Linked DNA regions of Zea mays: all the other regions are linked to region 1. The links are chromatin contacts, called in public Hi-C maps. All regions are on one chromosome and are shown on one strand. The core of a region is the stretch at or near the end of the contact, and the rest is flanking DNA. Distances in the headings are between cores, read along the strand shown. Region 1 holds the start of LOC100272940 (26S proteasome non-ATPase regulatory subunit 4-like protein). Region 2 holds the start of LOC100194323 (Putative pentatricopeptide repeat-containing protein). Region 3 holds the start of LOC100193461 (putative thaumatin domain family protein).

Region 1 (3,189 bases), core at 300-2,799:
AGTTGGGAGTGTGTGAGTTAAGCGCATAGTCGTTTTCGCGACTGAAGACTCTATTTATGTAATATTATGCTCACTTACACTCTATATGTTTGATGGACAATGACATGTAATATGTATGTTGTTCTAGCACATCTATACTATTTTAGTATACATACATTAGAATAGCTTTATGTGGTGCCAGGTCTTTTGTTTGTTGCGTTGAATATCTTTGGAGTGTCAATGTTGTGTTGAGTAATTTTTAGATTTTCTGTTTCTATGATTTGCATTCTTGTCATATGAATCATGTATATGTATTTGACACTTATGTAGCACCCTACATTAGTTATTGGACATAGGGAGAGCTCTAACTTCACTCAGCTGTGAATTTTTTTAGCGTTCTATGCATAGTTTGAGCCTTTACTAAAATATCTATCTCTACATCTTTGAAGTAGGAGTTTCGTCGTGCGTCGTCCGCCTCTTCGCGTGTGCCCAGCGGAACAGTAAAAAATGGGGCACACCTAGGGTTCAAACTATGGTTGCAAGGAACGAAGCGCTCATCTTCTAACCACTACAGCTCATGTTCATTTGTGTTATACAAAGGACAAGTATAGTATATATATAAACTAATGTTTTGAAAATAAAAAATATATCGGGTTGGGCTGGGCTAGAAACGCGGTCTGAGAAGACGTCCTAGAAACAACATGGGCACACTTTGAATCATGTCGGGCTAGACCACAACACTATTAAATGTGTCTTATCTGGGGGCTAGACACAACCTATTTGGCTATTTATAATATAATACATCTTCCCTCACCATCCGTGATCTCGTGAGCGTGAAAAAATAGTGAGAGAAAAAACTTTATCTCGTCTCACCCCACACCACATACCTCATCACCTGTTGTCTCCACCTCTCTTCTAGCCACATCACCTCCCGATGACTGTAGGGCGAAATCTTAGGCGCACCACGAGCACAACCAGATCCACGTGATATGACCTAGAAGTGTGGCATCACACGTTCAGTTCTGTGTGAGGCGCACTGCCGAATCCACTGCACCAATAGGGACAGAACTACTGCATGCCTAACTCGACATTGGTTTAGTTCGATCCGGAAGCACGCTGACCATCGATGCGTGTGTTGACTCTGTCCTAGTCCACGACGATCTCCCTTTAGCGCGATATGATAGCCTATGGGTTTGAATTGTGTTACTATCATATTTAAGCAGGGTTTATCCATATGATAATCCATGGTCAACTAATTAGTACTCCCTCCGTCTCAATTTGTAGTCCGTTTAATTTTTTGTCTAAGTTTAACTGGCTCATCTTATTTATTTTTATAAAAATTATAAAAATTAAAACTATACGTAAAATATATTATATGTTAAACGATACCAGAAAAACTAATAACAATAATGTATTTTTAATAATATGTATTGATAAATTTAGTGTAAAATGGTTAAATAAATTATAAATTAGAAATAACCGGAGAATGTATAGAATAGGACAATGGTTGGATAGAGAGCGTGATACACATCCGTCCCTTCTAGTCTCCTAATAACTAGTTTCTATCTTGCTCCCCAAACCAGCGCAAACCCTGCCCTGACACCGGCAGCGACACGTCCACCGGCGGCGCCATGGTGCTCGAGGTACGACATGCGCCCTGCTGCCGTTTCTCGCTCCGAGAACTCCGATCCCTAACTAATCTCCCATCGTGTTGGTTTTCCTTTGCAGGCAACGATGATCTGCATAGACAATTCGGAATGGATGCGGAACGGCGACTACGCTCCGTCGCGGTTCCAGGCGCAGGCCGATGCCGTCAACCTCATCTGCGGCGCCAAGACCCAGGTACCCCCGGCCCCATCCACCGAACCAATCGATCGTACTTTCGCAGTTTCTTGTGAGCTAGGGTTTCTGGGATTCCGGATCTGATTGCTTCTGGTTGTTGGGTGGTGCAGTCAAACCCGGAGAACACGGTAGGCGTGATGACAATGGCCGGGAAGGGTGTTCGCGTGCTTGTCACTCCCACCAGCGACCTCGGGAAGATTCTCGCCTGTATGCACGGTAAGCTCACATCGATCCCAAAACATTTTCTTTACTATTGTGCTGAGAGAATTTTTGCCAATTAGTTTAGGGATTCAGTGCAACTGCTTAATCTGTCGCATAAGTTGTTAGATCATGGTACTTGTAGTTTGCTTAACCAAGTAATGCACAACAATGTACTATATAGGGTTAGAAGTTGGCGCTGAGGCAAACTTGGCTGCGGCAATCCAGGTTGCCCAGCTTGCTCTAAAGCATCGCCAGAACAAGAGGCAGCAGCAGAGGATTATAGCTTTCATTGGAAGGTATGCAGTGGTGGCATAACTTTTATGGCGATCATTAATTCTGTTTGAATTTAAGTTAATGAGTCTTGTCATGTGTATCAGTCCTGTGAAGTACGACAAGAAAGTTTTGGAGACCATTGGGAAGAAGCTGAAAAAGAACAATGTTGCTCTTGACATTGTTGACTTTGGTGAATCCGATGATGAAAAACCTGAGAAACTGGAAGCATTGATTGCTGCTGTTAACAGCAGTGATAGCAGTCACATTGTTCATATCCCTCCTGGTGAAAATGCCCTCTCTGATGTCCTCCTAAGGTAATTGTGTGCCACGTTACCGGGTTCTAAGTTTTCTTATGCTGCATATATGTTAACCTTGTTTTTCTATCTTTACCCAGCACTCCTATATTTACTGGTGAAGAAGGTGGAAGCGGTTTTGCTGCTTCCGCAGCAGCTGCCGCAGCTACTGGAGCATCTGGATTTGAATTTGGTGTGGACCCAAACGTAGATCCAGAATTGGCACTTGCCCTGCGGTTGTCTATGGAAGAAGAGCGGGCAAGGCAAGAGGCTATTGCAAAAAAGGCTGCTGAAGATACTTCTAATACAGAACATAACAATGTCCCAAGCTCAAACAGTGATTCTGTTATGGCTGAAGGAGAACCTGCCTCAAATGCTGCTGCTGGTGACAAAGAACAACCAAAGGTATTATCACTGTCCATAAGTTACAAACTAAAAATGCCCTAACCTGTCTCCAATACTTGAAGTTTTAGCAGTTGCATGTACTCATGAACTCTTCTCTGTGGTTTCATAAAACTGAGTGCATTTGGTCACATACTTTCTGGATTGACCATTAAAACTTAGATGATAATCTGCTAGTGATTGTTGTCAAAGCACACCC
Region 2 (3,189 bases), core at 506-3,005, 350 kb after region 1:
AACCTTTTGCACCTGTATAACTTATACACTAGAGCAAACTAGTTAGTCCAATATTTGTGTTGGGCAATTCAACCACCAAAATTATTTAGGGACTAGGTGAAAGCCTAATTCCCTTTCAAAGAGATGATGCTTTTAGACTGGCATTTAGCAAATCTGGAGTATGCTAATGTTACCCCTCTTGCTGATCTCTCCATGGCCTTCTGGGGTCAGGATGACCCATATGAAATGTGTGGAGACCACGACTTTATTTCTGGTGGAAATTCTCAGTTTGTCCGTGCATTTACTGATGGAATCCCGAAACTCTATGGACAGAATGTGGAAAGGATACATTATTAGCGTCATAGTATGATGGTGCATACTGACAAACTGACATTTCGTGGTGATATGGCCCTGTGCATGGTTCCTCTTGGCATGCTTAGGCTGTCTCTACGAGCTTACCCATGCTACCTCTTATCCCATCTTGTATTTTAAACTTCACTATATGAATAATATAGTCTACAATACAAAACAATGTTTTGCATGATCATATAAGGGGCGGACCCAGACAAAAAACTAAGCTGGGGCATACTTCTATCCATATGTGAAGTTTTGTTGAATATGTACTTATGTGAGGGCCTCTAATTTGCTTGAGATGGGGCACTAATGGTGAAAAATTGTCTATTAACTCTAGTTAGCAGATTTTGAGCTGGGGCATGTGCCCTCGTTGGGACCAATATGGGTTCGCCCTTAACTATATATATGATTTGCTGGAGACATCCTTATCCTTTAGATAACTAAACCCTGACATACATACATTTTCGTGTCAGTCTACTTGTACATCTTCACATTAGCAACTTTAGGATGAGTAAATATGGGTATGCAACTATGATTACATGACATGCTGTTGCACATCTTCACACTAGCAACTTTAGGATGAGTAAATATGGGTACGCAACTATGCATCACATGACATGCTATTACTTGAGGACAATCAACAAGTTTCGATGGAGTAGTAATGTGATATTCTATAACACCACTTTTACTTGTTGACCGACGATACTTACTCTTGACAACCCTCTAAGATTATAGACCATCATACATACTGACATGTCTTTTGTGCGTACTTTAACCTCACTTATGCGCACCCGAGAAAATTTCTCGATCGGTCACCCATCTCAAAATTGTTTTAAGCCAAACATATTTAACCCAGAGGTTCTTTTGAGTTATACTTAAAAAAGATGTACCTTATTGGTAATGTAATCTGTCAATCTTATTCTCTTTTAGTCACGTTTGTGTGACTAGTGTCGTCGTATGCATGTTATGTGATCCCTCTAAGCCTATACGCGTCATGCATTCTATGTCTGAATCACTTACTCATGCAAATCTTTTAAGGTAGACTTTCTAAAACAGAAGAGACATCAATCCTATTAACCCGCCTAGGATATCACCAGCCTCTCAAAAGAAGACTCGGCTCAATCCGTTTCCAGCAAGGCGAGTTCATAAATGAATTGTCTACTCAAATAACATAATTCTCAGTACTAATATTATATGTTAATCAGAATTTTATGTACTAAATTGTTGTTGGCGAGCCACGAGCCAGCTCACGAACTATAGCGAACCACGATCCATAAAAACAGGCTCGGCTTGTTAGCCTCGTTCTAAACGTCGAGCCGGTCTGAGCCCGAGTCAGCTCGTGGAGCTCCAGCTTTTTTTTTCGGTCCTAATCATCGGTGTCTCGCGCCGTCGACGGTGACCACGGGACACGACACTCCAGGCTCCAGCAGATCGGATGCACGCATCGCGGAGCCACCTCCCCACGTCCGGCGAGTCTCTCCTCCGCCTTTTGGCCGCCTGCCGTGCACCCGCCCACCTCCCATCCCTGCGCGCCGCGCACGCGCGGCTCCTCGTGCTGCTCCACCCTTCTCACCCATCCGCGGCACACGCTAACGTCAAACTCATCCAAGCCTACGCTGCCTGCTCCGCGCTCCCCTTGGCGCACACCGTGCTCGAGTCCTCCTCCCCCGACGGCAGGAGCAGAACCACCACCGTCTGCTTCAACGTACTCATTCGCGCGCTCACCGCCTCCTCTCTCCACCGCGATGCGCTCGTCCTCTTCGCCTCCATGCGGCCGCGGGGCCCAGCCTGCTTCCCCGACCATTACACCTACCCGCTCGCGCTCAAGTCGTGCTCGGCGTCCAAGGATCTCCTCCTCGGCCTCCAGATCCACTCCGCCGTCGCTAAGCTCCGCCTCGACAGGAACGTCTACGTGGCACACTCCGCGATCAGCATGTACTCGCGGTGCGGCCGCCCGGAGGACGCTTACAGAGTGTTCGACGGAATGCCGCACCGGGACGTCGTCTCTTGGAATGCTATGATCGCGGGGTTCGCGCGTGTGGGTCTGTTCGACCGTGCTATTGAGGTTTTCAAGCAGTTTGTGGTGCTGCAGGGTTCAATGCCAGATGCCGGCACCATGGCAGGTATCTTACCCGCTATGGGGAACGCCAAGCCAGATGACATTAGGTTTGTGAGGAGAGTGTTTGACAATATGCAGTTTAAGGAACTTATATCTTGGAATGCTATGCTCGCTGTATATGCTAACAATGAATTTCATGTTAAGGCAGTTGAGCTGTTCATGCTGATGGAAAAGGATGAGGTTGAGCCAGATTCAATTACTCTAGCAACTGTTCTTCCTCCATGTGGGGAGCTATCAGCATTTTCAGTGGGAAAACGTATCCACGAGATTATCAAGCGAAAAAATATGTGCCCTAACTTGTTGCTTGAAAATGCTCTCATGGACATGTATGCAAGCTGCGGCTGTTTGAAGGATGCTAGGGAAATCTTTGATTTGATGAGTGCCCGGGATGTGATATCATGGACTTCAATCATATCTGCTTATGGAAAGCATGGTCATGGAAGAGAGGCTGTTGATCTTTTTGAGAAGATGCTAGGACAGGGGCTGGAACCAGACTCTATTGCCTTCGTTGCTGTTCTAGCAGCATGCAGCCATGCTGGACTTTTGGCTGATGGAAAGCACTACTTTGATTCCATGACATCCAGGTATCATATCATTCCAAAAGCAGAGCACTACACTTGCATGGTGGACCTTCTCGGCCGTGCTGGATGTATAAACGAGGCATATGATTTTATCACGACAATGCTGATTGAGCCAAATGAAAGAGTCTGGGGAGCCTTATTACAAGCTTGTCGAAT
Region 3 (3,189 bases), core at 210-2,709, 270 kb before region 1:
ATCAAACCAAACATGACCTTAAACCCTAATACATCTCAACCGATATGGAGTGAGGTTAATAAGGGCTTGTTCGGTTATTTTCAATCCATATGGATTGGAGGGGATTGATACGGATTGGAGGGGATTTTGATTTGTTAGGGATTGAAACCCCCTCAATCCCCCTCAATCCATATGGACTGGGGTAGAACCGAACAAGCCCTAATAGAGTACACAAATAAAGCCTTAGTGGTGTGGACTGTCTGTGTGATGTCTCAGCCTCTGGTCTCAAGCTATCCAATTTGCCATCCGGAATAGGCATTCAGCCACCTCAATAATTTGGTGCCATTTCAGGTAAACACTAACCTTTGGAGCTTGTATGACAAGGGAAACCTCCATTTTGGGAAAGAATTTACCTGGTGGTGCTCGGGCAGAATGTGATGGCGTAGCTGATGCCGGTGGCGCACGTGAAGGTGGAGGTAGAGTCGTCGTAGGCGTAGCTGTAGGCGCGCGGGCAAGCGTTCTTGAAGAACTGCGAGTAGGTTGACGGGCGGCACGTGTTGGGGTTTCCGTAGGCGCCACTGCAGCAGTACTGCGGCGACCCGAACGCCTCGCACGCGCTGCGGCACGCCACAGCCCCTCCGGCGCCGGACGCGGACGCCGACGCCGACGCAGCCATTACCCTCAGATCAGCTGGGCACGCGCCGTTGAGATCCACGAGGCAGCCGGTGGCCATGCACTTGCTCGAGCCGCCCGCGGACCCGTTGCTGCTGCTGCTGCTGCCACCACCGCCCGCGCCCTGCGCGGGGACGATGAGCATCGGGACGTTGTAGCCGTCCACAAGGCTGACGTCGAAGAAGTCCAGGCCGCCGGATCCGCCGAGCGTGAACTCCGCCAGCGTGGCGGGCGGGGCGGCGCCGCCGCCGTTGCACTGGACGGCTCCCGAGCCGCAGTCGCCCGTGGCGCAGGAGAACCTGCCGGTGGCGGCGTCCGCGGCGCAGAGCGTGCGCGCCCACACGCGGCCCGACCAGCCCGCGGGCGCGTCCACCGCCGCCGACGCGCCGTGCGCCAGCGCGAACCCCGTCGTGGGCAGCGGCGCCGTGCCGGCGCCCGACAGCAGCCCCGGCCACACCGTGTAGCCGCAGTTGTTGGTCATGGTGAACGTCGCCGCCCGCGCAGCTGCAAGGCAAGCGCGCGCGCCGGCCGCACGGAGGGTCAGCGCGGGGTCACGGAACAGCAGCGCGCACTGCTTGAATGCGAAAGGGCGGGGACAGAGCGGAGCAGAGCAGAGCAGAGATCACGAACTCACCTGGAAGCAGGAGGAGCAGAGCAAGGGAGCAGAGAGCGGCATGAGCAGCTGGGCACCGCGCCATTTCGATCTGGGTAGGTAATGTGGCAGACACACACACACACAGGGCCTTGGCTCACTCTGCCGACTTCCGTTGGTGATGGTCGGCCGCAACGGGAGGGATGAGAGGCGGACGACTGATCTTTGACGTCCGCTTGACTTTATATAGGAGGAGTCCAGGCTCTCAGCGCAGCCCAAGGGACGAGGACGACCGACCCCCCAAGGAGAGGGGAGGGGAGGACCGTCGGTCACTTGGGCCCTGAGGTCAGCCTCCCAGCCAAAGTCGGCACCGAGTCCAGCTCCCCTCGCCGACTTCCTTTTTTGTCCGCGCGTGGGGCTGCTATACGCTACCAATAACCGGTCCCACCACGCCTTGCTCCGGGCTCCGTGCGCGGCGTCGCGGTGATATCAGCTCCCAAAAATATCTCGACGCCCGTGAGCGACCGATCGGAGCTGGCTGGTATTTTGACCTCCTCGTCCGGTAGTCCATTTTATAGAGATGATCGTCGACGACGGGAAATGATGTGTGGAGCGGAGGTGATCGACGCGGGAAGAAACGGGGAAGCTGAGCAGAGCAGGAAAGGAAAAAAAAGGCCCGCGCCGGCCGGAAGCTGTGCCCGTGCGGGTTTCGGTTACGTGGTGTGCTCGTTTCGGTTTCACCTCACCGATCTGGAATTTTGAGATTTTCCATCGTCCACGGGAAATCTTCCCTAGCGGAAAAGGAGCTGGAAAAAATAACAGAGGTGGAGTGGAGTGAGTATTCGTGTTTGGTATAAGGTTTCACGCCTGGAATAATCAAGGACGGCTCGGGCCATTAGATTCGACAACGACAGCGACAGCGACGGCTACCAGCTTCAGTGCCCGACGCTAACATGTTGTTGGCAAGCGAGCGAGCGAGCGAGCACATGCCCAGGAATCATCGCCCGCCCGTTTCATGAGGAGGGAGGAGGGGACTGGGGGAGCACAGCTGCCTAGTGCTACAAGAGCTGAGCAGAACCAACAAGACAAGCAGTTAGTTCGCCTTCCCACATGGGCTGATGGGCGCACGGGATCTCAATCATTCTCAAGCACGAGGCACGTATTGCCGCGGCAGCACAGCGCGACAGAGGCGTCAAACGGTACGGGTTTGCAGGCACGACAAAAATGTGAGTATTTGGGATAGACGGGTTATGGCATTCGCACATCTTTTACTAGTTGTTTCTAAGTTCTTTCCCACGATTTTTGGCCCACAGACCCCACAGGTGTGCGGTATTTTCTCCACCCGAAAACACATGCCCACGTGGCTCCAGCCAAGACTGATAACACATCCGATGCACCCGCGGCCCCGCGCACATGTTTTGTTTTCACCGAACGGGAGAAAGGTTCAGATGATGCTGGTCCTATCGGATTTCAAGAATCCAATAGAAAAAAGGTATTATTGGAACAATTCAACCCAAATAAAACAGATTCAAGCGTTCTAATAACACACAGTTTTTTTGGAATGGATAAACAATATAACATGGGTTGCTGGAGTCTAGTAATAATCATTATCAACACTCAAACATAAGCATCCCTATATAGCCTCCATCGGCCATATGGAACAATTCCCTCCGTCCTAAAATAAACATACATATCATTTTTAGAGCAAGAAAGTTTTTTTTTTTAAAAAATAAAATTAAGCAAATATAATTTAAAACAATATCAGTGTCCATAATGACTAATAAGTGTTATTACATTTGAGAAGAAAATATTTTTATAATAAATTTATTAGATATATAAATATCAAGATTGTTTTCTATTGTCTTAGTTATATTCAAACCTTAAGAAGTATGGCATACATTCTTTATTTATGGACGGAGTGTGCATGTATTGCAGACTTTTAGTTC

What was found. Hi-C and Micro-C count contacts between places; a contact is called where the count stands out from the background.
Region 2: a Hi-C map of leaf shows a contact between it and region 1, with 5 times the contacts expected there. The contact joins the promoter of LOC100194323 here to the promoter of LOC100272940 in region 1. A contact is called at or near these places in 6 of 25 Hi-C or Micro-C datasets (bundle sheath, ear, leaf and 2 more).
Region 3: a contact with region 1 is called in a Hi-C map of ear, with 2.5 times the contacts expected there. The contact joins the promoter of LOC100193461 here to the promoter of LOC100272940 in region 1. A contact is called at or near these places in 4 of 25 Hi-C or Micro-C datasets (bundle sheath, ear, leaf and 1 more).

What each region holds. Positions count from the first base shown.
Region 1 is chr1:32,986,349-32,989,537 of Zm-B73-REFERENCE-NAM-5.0, reverse strand. LOC100272940 (26S proteasome non-ATPase regulatory subunit 4-like protein) reads left to right here and starts at 1,549. Exons shown (of 11, transcript NM_001147392.1): 1 at 1,549-1,622; 2 at 1,708-1,821; 3 at 1,932-2,037; 4 at 2,204-2,318; 5 at 2,400-2,609; 6 at 2,690-2,993. The coding sequence starts at 1,611.
Region 2 is chr1:32,641,338-32,644,526 of Zm-B73-REFERENCE-NAM-5.0, reverse strand. LOC100194323 (Putative pentatricopeptide repeat-containing protein) reads left to right here and starts at 1,755. Exons shown (of 1, transcript NM_001139361.3): 1 at 1,755-3,189. The coding sequence starts at 1,769.
Region 3 is chr1:33,256,836-33,260,024 of Zm-B73-REFERENCE-NAM-5.0, reverse strand. It overlaps LOC100193461 (putative thaumatin domain family protein), which reads right to left and starts at 1,459. Exons shown (of 3, transcript NM_001399093.1): 1 at 1,286-1,459; 2 at 393-1,155. The coding sequence starts at 1,349.